2 separate regions of the Ovis aries genome follow, and region 2 is linked to region 1. Evidence: chromatin contacts called from public Hi-C data. All regions are on one chromosome and are shown on one strand. Each heading gives the region's core, a stretch centred on a gene start, on an enhancer-like site or on the middle of the called end of the contact. The rest is flanking DNA. Distances are from core to core; before and after follow the strand shown.

Region 1 (3,877 bases), core at 1,358-3,857:
AGAGGGAGGAGCCTGTGTTTGAGCAGGGCCTCACCTGATCTGGGTCCCTGAATCAGCAGCAGCTTCTGCCCCCAGTAGGCTGAGACCCCCCGATCAGGGCCCCTCCCGAGCCACGGTACCGTCCTGAGTGTCCCACATGAGTCTGTCAAGGGCCCTTGGCTTATCTCCTAGGAATAGGTGAGCAGAGGGTCTGGAACCTGCTGGCCCCTCTCGTCTGGGCCTCAGTTGTCAGGACCTGCCCTGCCTCTGGCTCAGGTCAGGGCGCCAGCTCTGACTGAAAGCCTGCAAGCAGCTGGCTGACCATTGGTCTGAAGAGCAGTGTCTCTGCCCGCATTTAGAGGTTTGTGCTGGGACTTGCTTCTGGAAGTCCCCCCAGGTCACTCCTAGCTCTTGCCTCACCCTCTCCTTCTTGCCTTCCCTTGGCCGCCTGCTAAAGACACAGGGCAGCAGGGAGGTGTTCTGCGCCGAGGGGAGCAGCATGAGCAGATGCGCGGCACGGGGAAGCGCTGGACGTTCTCGGGTCTGCTCTGAGTCAGGCCTCCTACAGCACTCGGTGGCCCCCTCTTTCCAGCTTTGTCACCTACGTGGACTTCCACCCCAGTGGCACGTGCATCGCTGCTGCCGGCATGGACAACACGGTGAAGGTGTGGGACGTGCGGACTCACCGGCTCTTACAGCACTATCAGTGTGAGTGTCCCCGGGGGGCTGCTGCGGGACTGTGCTGCGCCAGGCGTCCAGCTCATGGCTGCAGGGCTGAACTGGGCCTGAGGACAGCCCTGGCTAGCTGTGGGGAGTCCTGGGTCTGTTGGGATCTCCAGGGGTGGGTCATCTATGGTGTGGCTGTCTGGAAACTTGGCTAGGGGATGGAAGGGGTTGCCACCTGGCATCCACCAGCCCTCTGGTGGCCATTTGTGACGTGGCAGAGCCTCACGCACACTGCAGGGCAAATGGGGGCTCTGGCCAGGGCGCCTCTCGAGGGGCACTTCCCAGGGGCTGCATGTGCTACTTGCCTCCCCCTGTAATGAACGCTCTGTTGCTCTGGGGCCAAGCTGATAGCTCTGGAGGTGATGAAGGGGACAGGTTTGTCAAAAGAGGTCCGTGTTGGTGGGGCCTTGGCCACCTCTGGTTCCATGGTGTCCTCCACAGATGTGGAGCCAGGAGCTGTTTGGAGGGTCCATTTGTTAGGGGCCAGGCTGGTAAACACAGCCGTGGTGCTGTGTCTCCTTATTTAATTGTAGCCTTTAGAAGGCAGGGTGGCGGGCTGTCAATATGGGCTGGTGTCAGGCTCCAGGAGGGAGATGGGGTTGGGGTCAGACTTGTGTGAGCTCAAGATGAGATAGCTGACGCTACTAGGGTATGAAACTGGCCTCAAGGTAGGTGTGACTGGGCAGAACTGTGATTCACCACAGTTGTGGGGATGTGGACCCAGGAAGGGAGCTGGTGAGGTGCCACAGGAGGTGCTGGGAGTTTTGCCGGAGGCTGAATGGATAGGCAGACCTGGGGGTTTGGGGCAAGACCAGGAAGAGTCAGAGCTGGAGTAGTTTGAAGAACTGTGGTTGTGAATTTGGGACTAAGTTTCAAGTTCATGGGATCACTTGCGAAATTCACACCCGAAAATGGGAAGGACAGTTCAGTTCAGTCGCTCAGTCGTGTCCAACTCTTTGCAGCTCAGGCACGCCAGGCCTCCCTGTTTATCATCAACTCCCAGAGTTCACTCAAACTCATATCCATCGAGTCGGTGATGCCATCCAGCCATCTCATCCTCTGTCGTCCCCTTCTCCTCCTGCCTTCAATCTTTCCCAGCATCAGGGTCTTTTCAAATGAGTCAGCTCTTTGCATCAGATGGCCAAAGTATGGGAGTTTCAGCTTCAACATCAGTCCTTCCAATGAACACTCAGGACTGATCTCCTTTAGGATGGACTGGTTGGATCTCCTTGCAGTGCAAGGGACTCTTAGAGTCTTCTCCAACACCACAGGTCAAAAGCATCAATTCTTTGGTGCTCAGCTTTCTTTATAGTCCAACTCTCACATCCATACACGACCACTGGAAAACCATAGCCTTGACTAGACGGACCTTTGTTGGCAAAGTAATGTCTCTGCTTTTTAATATGCTGTCTAGGTTGGTCGTAACTTTCCTTTCAAGGAGTAAGTGGAGAAGGACATATTTGTACAGAGTTGTGGGGTGTGGGGTTCAGAGTTCTCTTCTTGCACCCCCAACAAGCTGTTCCGAGTCTTAGATGTTTGAGGCTGGCATTTTCTTGGGGTGACTAAAGGAACAGATCTTCCAAGAAGGGAGAATGGATCCTGGTCTTGAAAAGCACCTGGTGGAGATAGCTGGGTGAGTTTGGGCAGGTTACTTGACTCCTGTGTACCCCTGATGAGACGTGTTTCATAGGTGGTGTTGGTGTAATGAGTTGGTCCATGACAGGAACTTAGAGAGTGCCTCTCTGTGTTGCGTCAGTGCGGTGTTGGTGACAATGATGGTGATGCTGCTGCTGCTGCTGAGTCTGTCCTGGAGTCTTGAGGGCTGGTTTCCTCGCAAGACTGGCCCTGCTGGCCCAGGCCTGCAGTACTGCACACCACCACCAGGTGGCAGGGGCCAGCCACAAGAGTGGTTCTTGCCTGGATCGGAAACCCTGGAGTTTGTCACTGATGGCTGTTCCAGACAGCAGCTTCTAGAACTGCTAGAAGCTTCTAGAACTTCTACCCTCTCCTTAGAGACCACGCCTCTCCTCTCCTTCAGCCTTAGAGGCCTTTCTCCTGCCTTGGGCCAGGCCCAAGTTGCAAACTGGGTGTATCAGCACACTGATGTGGGGAGGTGGGAGGAGCAGAGTGGTGCTGGGCGGGAATGCTGTCTCTGAGTGTGAGGTCAGGGGGCCTTGGGCAGGGAGGTGATGAGGCAGAGCAGTGCCTGGACTCTGCTTCCTGTCTGTGCAGAGGTGGTGGTAACCTGCCTGATGGGGTTTGTGAGGATCTGATGGGAGAATCCAAATGAGGATTACAGTCTAGTACTGGATATGTGGTTTTACCACATAAATCTTCATACTGATGGGGAGAATCTCCAGGTGACCCTGGGAGAGTCCAGGCACACCTCTGATGGATCAGATGCCTGGTGTTGACGAGGTACAGCAACAGGTGCCCGCAGGGAAGGGCCTGGAATGCCATACTGTAGCCCGTGTCCTGGCTGGACATGCTGGGATGAGGTGGAGAGGTGGCAGGCATCTGAGAGGATAGCGTGCTGAGAGCCTGCTTGAGTAGGATGCCATGTGCCTGGTGGGAGGGCTGTCCATGCCCAATGTTGGGTGAAGGCTAGACATGAGAGTGAGGCAGGGGTCAGGCCCAGAGGGTAGGTTCTGGAGACTGGATGGAGGCAGAGCTGATGCTATGGGTGGAGGGGCCAGCTGAGCCTGGGTATCTGGGCTTGCATCCCTGAGCTCGAGGGGCCATGGGAGAAAAAGATCCACAGAGCATCCAGAGTGACGAGTGGGAGCCTGGTCTCCCCACAGTGGAGGGCTGAGGAGAGCGGAGGAAAGTGGGGTGTCCTGAAGAGGATGCTCAGGGTGTGGTGACCCACAGCAGTGGAGGAGAGTGGAGGGTGCTGGGGAGAGGTGCCTCGGCTTCTTGAGGGAGCAGGCTTGGCAGCAGGTGGGGGTGGAAGGTCCATGACTGGCAGGGCTGGGGGGCGGTGGGTGGACTCAGGTGGCATCCGAAGTCGAGTCCTGAGGGGGCCTGAGGTGCGTGAGGCTGACAGGCTCTGCAGAGGAATTTCAGCCTGTTAATACAGCTGTCCTTTCCTCTCATGACAGCCGCTCAGCAAGCCTGAAGCATTTGATTCCTAAGCACCATCCCCCCCTTAGGGACCAGAAACCTTGTGGGC
Region 2 (3,625 bases), core at 763-3,262, 200 kb after region 1:
GATCAAAAAACCCCCCAAAACCAGAAAAACCCTTCCCCTCTTTGCCCCAACTTCTGGCCCCACCTCTCCCACACCCTGGGGCCTTGCACCACTCCCACCTCCTATCGCCCCCACCTCTTCCCACCAGCTCCGTCCGCCTGTTCTCAGCACCCCTCAAGGACTTAGCTGCTGTAGAGACACCTTTCTTCCTGGCCTCAACTGATTTTTTTTCTTTCTCTAAAAAAAAAAAAAGTTTGGCCACACCATACAGCGTGTGAGATCTTAGTTCCCCAACCAGGGATTGAACCCGTGCCCCCTGCAGTGGAAGGGTGGGTCTCAAACACTGGACTGCTAGGGAAAACCCTCAATTGTTTCTTTGTTGGCACTCGGTCACCCCTGGAGCATCTGAGCCTGCTCTTCATTCCCCTAACTCAACCTGCCAGATTTCTCTCCCTTTTCTCAGGAATGTTTCAGTAAGGAGTCACCTGTGTGTCCAGCCCCCACACCCTCCTTTCCCTTTCACTCCCCAACTCTCTGCAACATGTGTCCGTCAGTCCATGATCTTGCCTGCCAAGGAGTGCAAGCAGTATCCATTCAGGGTGGTGGTGGTGGGGGCACGGGGGTGGAGGGTTCTTAATCTCCTGTTCTACATCAAGTGCTGTGCCAGGCAATGGAAAATGACAGTGACCAAACTAGTCCTGAACTCATGGTGCTTGAGCCAATGAACACATACACAAGTAAATAAAACAGGTAATTAGAGGCTGGGCAAGTTCTATGAAGGAAGCAAACAGAATAAGAGGACACAGCGTAACTGCGGAGATGGGGCAGAGATCTCTGTTCTAGGGGAAGTCTAGGACACCATCCAAAGAGCAGGAAGAAGGCAGTCCACGTGGAGTGGATAGCAAGTCCAAAGGCCCTGAAGCAGGAACAAGTATTTGTGCTTGGCAGGAAAGAAAGAAGTCCATAGGGGTGGAGAGAAGTGAATGATGAGTTGCCAGCATTAGGGGAGGTAAAGAATTCATCTCTAATGCAAGGGAAAGCCCTTGCAGACTTTAAGTGACAAGATCTGATTTGTATCTTAAAAGCTCAGGGACTTCCCTGGCAGTCCGGTGGTTAGGCCTCCACGCTCCCAGTACAGAGGACAGGGGTTCAGCCCTTGGTTTGGGGGAAGATCCCACATGCCACATGGTGTGGCCAGAAAAAATAAAGAAAAGTGTCGTCAGACCCCACCGCTGTGTGGGGAATAAAAAAAAAAAAGTAGGGGTAAGACTTTACAGGGCAATAGAGTTATCAGGAGGCAAGGTTTGCTCATTTTGGGTATCAACAGGCATATCACATTTAATGCATCTAAAAAGAAAACATCCAGGATAAACGTATAGGTATAGCTGAGTCACTTTGCTGGGCACCTGCAACTCTCACAATACTGTTAATCAGCTGTACTCCAATATAAATTAAAAGTTTTTTTAAAAAAATAAAGAAACACCGGAGCCATTGGCTCCCTCAGAATAAAGCAACAAGACCCCTATCTTCACCCGCTTGTTCAAGCCAGAAACTGAAGCGCTACACTGGCCTTCTTTCTCTCCCCAACCTTCTGCATCCCAAGCCCAGTCTAGTGTGTTTCTTTATCCACTCCGATCCACCCCTCGTGTCCCCACTCAGCTCCAGGTCAAGTCCTGTCCCAGATTCCTCCCAGCTCTGCCTCCTCTCCTCTGCTCCCTACAGTTCACTCTCCACACAGTAGCCAGGGGTACTTTTTCTGGCACACTAATTTCCTGTCACTTCCCGCCTCACGTGTGTTCCTCAAGGACCCCCGTCGCCTTCAAGACCTTTAATGAGACCTGAGACTCAAGTCCAGGAAAAATACGAGCCAAAACCTGAACGAGCCGGCCCGGCTTGTTAGCCTTGCCTTCCGGTCTGGATTGTATCCTCCGGGCTTAGGAACCTTTCTTCACAGCGTTGGGGGAAGCTTTTCCAGTAGTGCCTTCCTGCTGCGACGAGCCTATTTCCCGTGCTGCACCGCGGCCTTCCTCTTTCTCTTCCGGTCCCACGCGCTTCGGCATCTGAGGGCCCGGGTGAGTGCTAGCCGCGCGGTATCCAGAGCCATCCGTGACTCCTGGATGGCTGTGGGGCGCGAGGCCTGGGAAGGACTGGGAGACCGGCGCCTGGCTGTGGGGAGCGGAGGCCGCGGGGCGGGGGCGGTGCTTATGGGTTTTCACCGGGTGGATGCGAGTAGGGAGAATTCAGATTTAGGGGGAGAGCGCAATCTTGCGGCTGGGGGTTGGTTTCAAGGTACCCTAACCTGAGTTTGGAAGGGGGAGACTGGCGTCGGGTCTTGCAGAGTGAATCGAGGTACATGCGTCTGTGTTTCAGCCTCGTTCTGGCTGCACGATCTTCTAGATCAGGGCGAAAAGGTAGACCCGGTCTGGCGAGCCCCCAGCTCTGATCTCCACTCTCGTTCTCCAGGTGCAGACATGGCCAAGTCCAAGAACCACACCACGCACAACCAGTGTAAGTTCCCTGGCCCAGCCTTCATCGAATGCTCCAGGTCCTAGCAAGGATTAGGGATACTTGCCAGGGAAAGAAGGCACATTTTCTACTATGGGCATGAGACTGATGTTACTTTCAGCATTACCTTTGGGGTTTAGATTTAATAAGCCTCGAGATACCCACTTGCATCCAGTGATAAAGGGTTTCTTAAACAAATACTAAGTAATGGGAAGTTCTCCCCGGCTTGCCAGCTGTGATGGTTGTCATATTAGAGGAAATCTCTTTCTTTGGTCTAATTCCTTCCCTATCCCACAGCCCGAAAATGGCATAGAAACGGCATCAAGAAACCCCGATCACAACGATACGAATCTCTTAAGGGGGTGAGTGTGTGCACCGAATCACATGAGTGTGTTTGTTTGGCTCCAGTTGCATAGACAGGGTCTTTCATTCATTCATGTGCTTAACTGTCCTTCGTTTTAGTTGGACTTCAAGCTTTGCCAGGCCTGTAATAAAGTTTTACTTGGCCTTTATCGGCTTGGAGTATAACCCCCTGGTCAGGTGGTAACCTGCTACCTGAGGGCAGTCTGATCATCTCCCTTGGTCACCCAGAGCCTTTCCAGGGAAAGGATGGCCTTGCCTGTGTGTACCTGGTACCTTGTGAGCACTCCATTCCACTTTGACCACCCATATGACTTGATCTGACTCTGTGCCAGGAAGGCTGATGCCATGGGGTCTGAGCAGAACTGTGCCCTCTCTGCACTTTGCTTCTCCCCTGTACCATTGGTCTCTCCCCCTCCCCCTTTTCCCTCCCTTAGTCTCTTACAGCTTGTTTGCTGTGAATCTGTTGTACCAACCTTGGAATTTGACATTTTTTGAGGAGGAGGGGGTGGGGTGTCCCTGAAGGGGTTTTCAGGGAAGCCTCAACCAAAATCCTGCTGTAGGAATTTCCTCTTTCTTTCTGCACCTGCATTTGAACTCTCCTGGGCTCTGGGCATGTAGCCCTGAAGATGTGTTTTGTGTATAGCATTAGCAGGGTGGCATTACTGACTTTTGGGGTGGTGGTACGCATTTGGCTGCCGGTAGTTTCTAAGGCTCAGGTTATTTCTGCATTTAAGGTTGACTTGATGCTGTCTCGACTCCCAATAGGCCTGATAGTCTC

The links. Hi-C and Micro-C count contacts between places; a contact is called where the count stands out from the background.
Region 2: a contact with region 1 is called in a Hi-C map of hypothalamus, with 4 times the contacts expected there. The contact joins the promoter of RPL29 here to the enhancer-like site in region 1. A contact is called at or near these places in 9 of 16 Hi-C or Micro-C datasets (blood, hypothalamus, liver and 4 more).

Annotation. Positions count from the first base shown.
Region 1 is chr19:48,812,479-48,816,355 of ARS-UI_Ramb_v3.0, forward strand. It overlaps POC1A (POC1 centriolar protein A), which reads left to right. Exons shown (of 12, transcript XM_060402896.1): 7 at 572-687. Among named protein-coding and RNA genes, the nearest start is that of POC1A, 37 kb to the left of the region's middle. Within about 2 kb of position 2,608, at least 12 of the 54 cell types and tissues checked have an H3K27ac peak or open chromatin away from gene starts, as enhancers often do. A contact at or near this core is called in hypothalamus, where this site is marked.
Region 2 is chr19:49,016,355-49,019,979 of ARS-UI_Ramb_v3.0, forward strand. RPL29 (ribosomal protein L29) reads left to right here and starts at 2,013. Exons shown (of 4, transcript XM_004018410.4): 1 at 2,013-2,051; 2 at 2,443-2,487; 3 at 2,782-2,846. The coding sequence starts at 2,451. It overlaps LOC132658216 (a long non-coding RNA gene), which reads right to left and starts at 1,915. Exons shown (of 5, transcript XR_009597516.1): 1 at 1,854-1,915.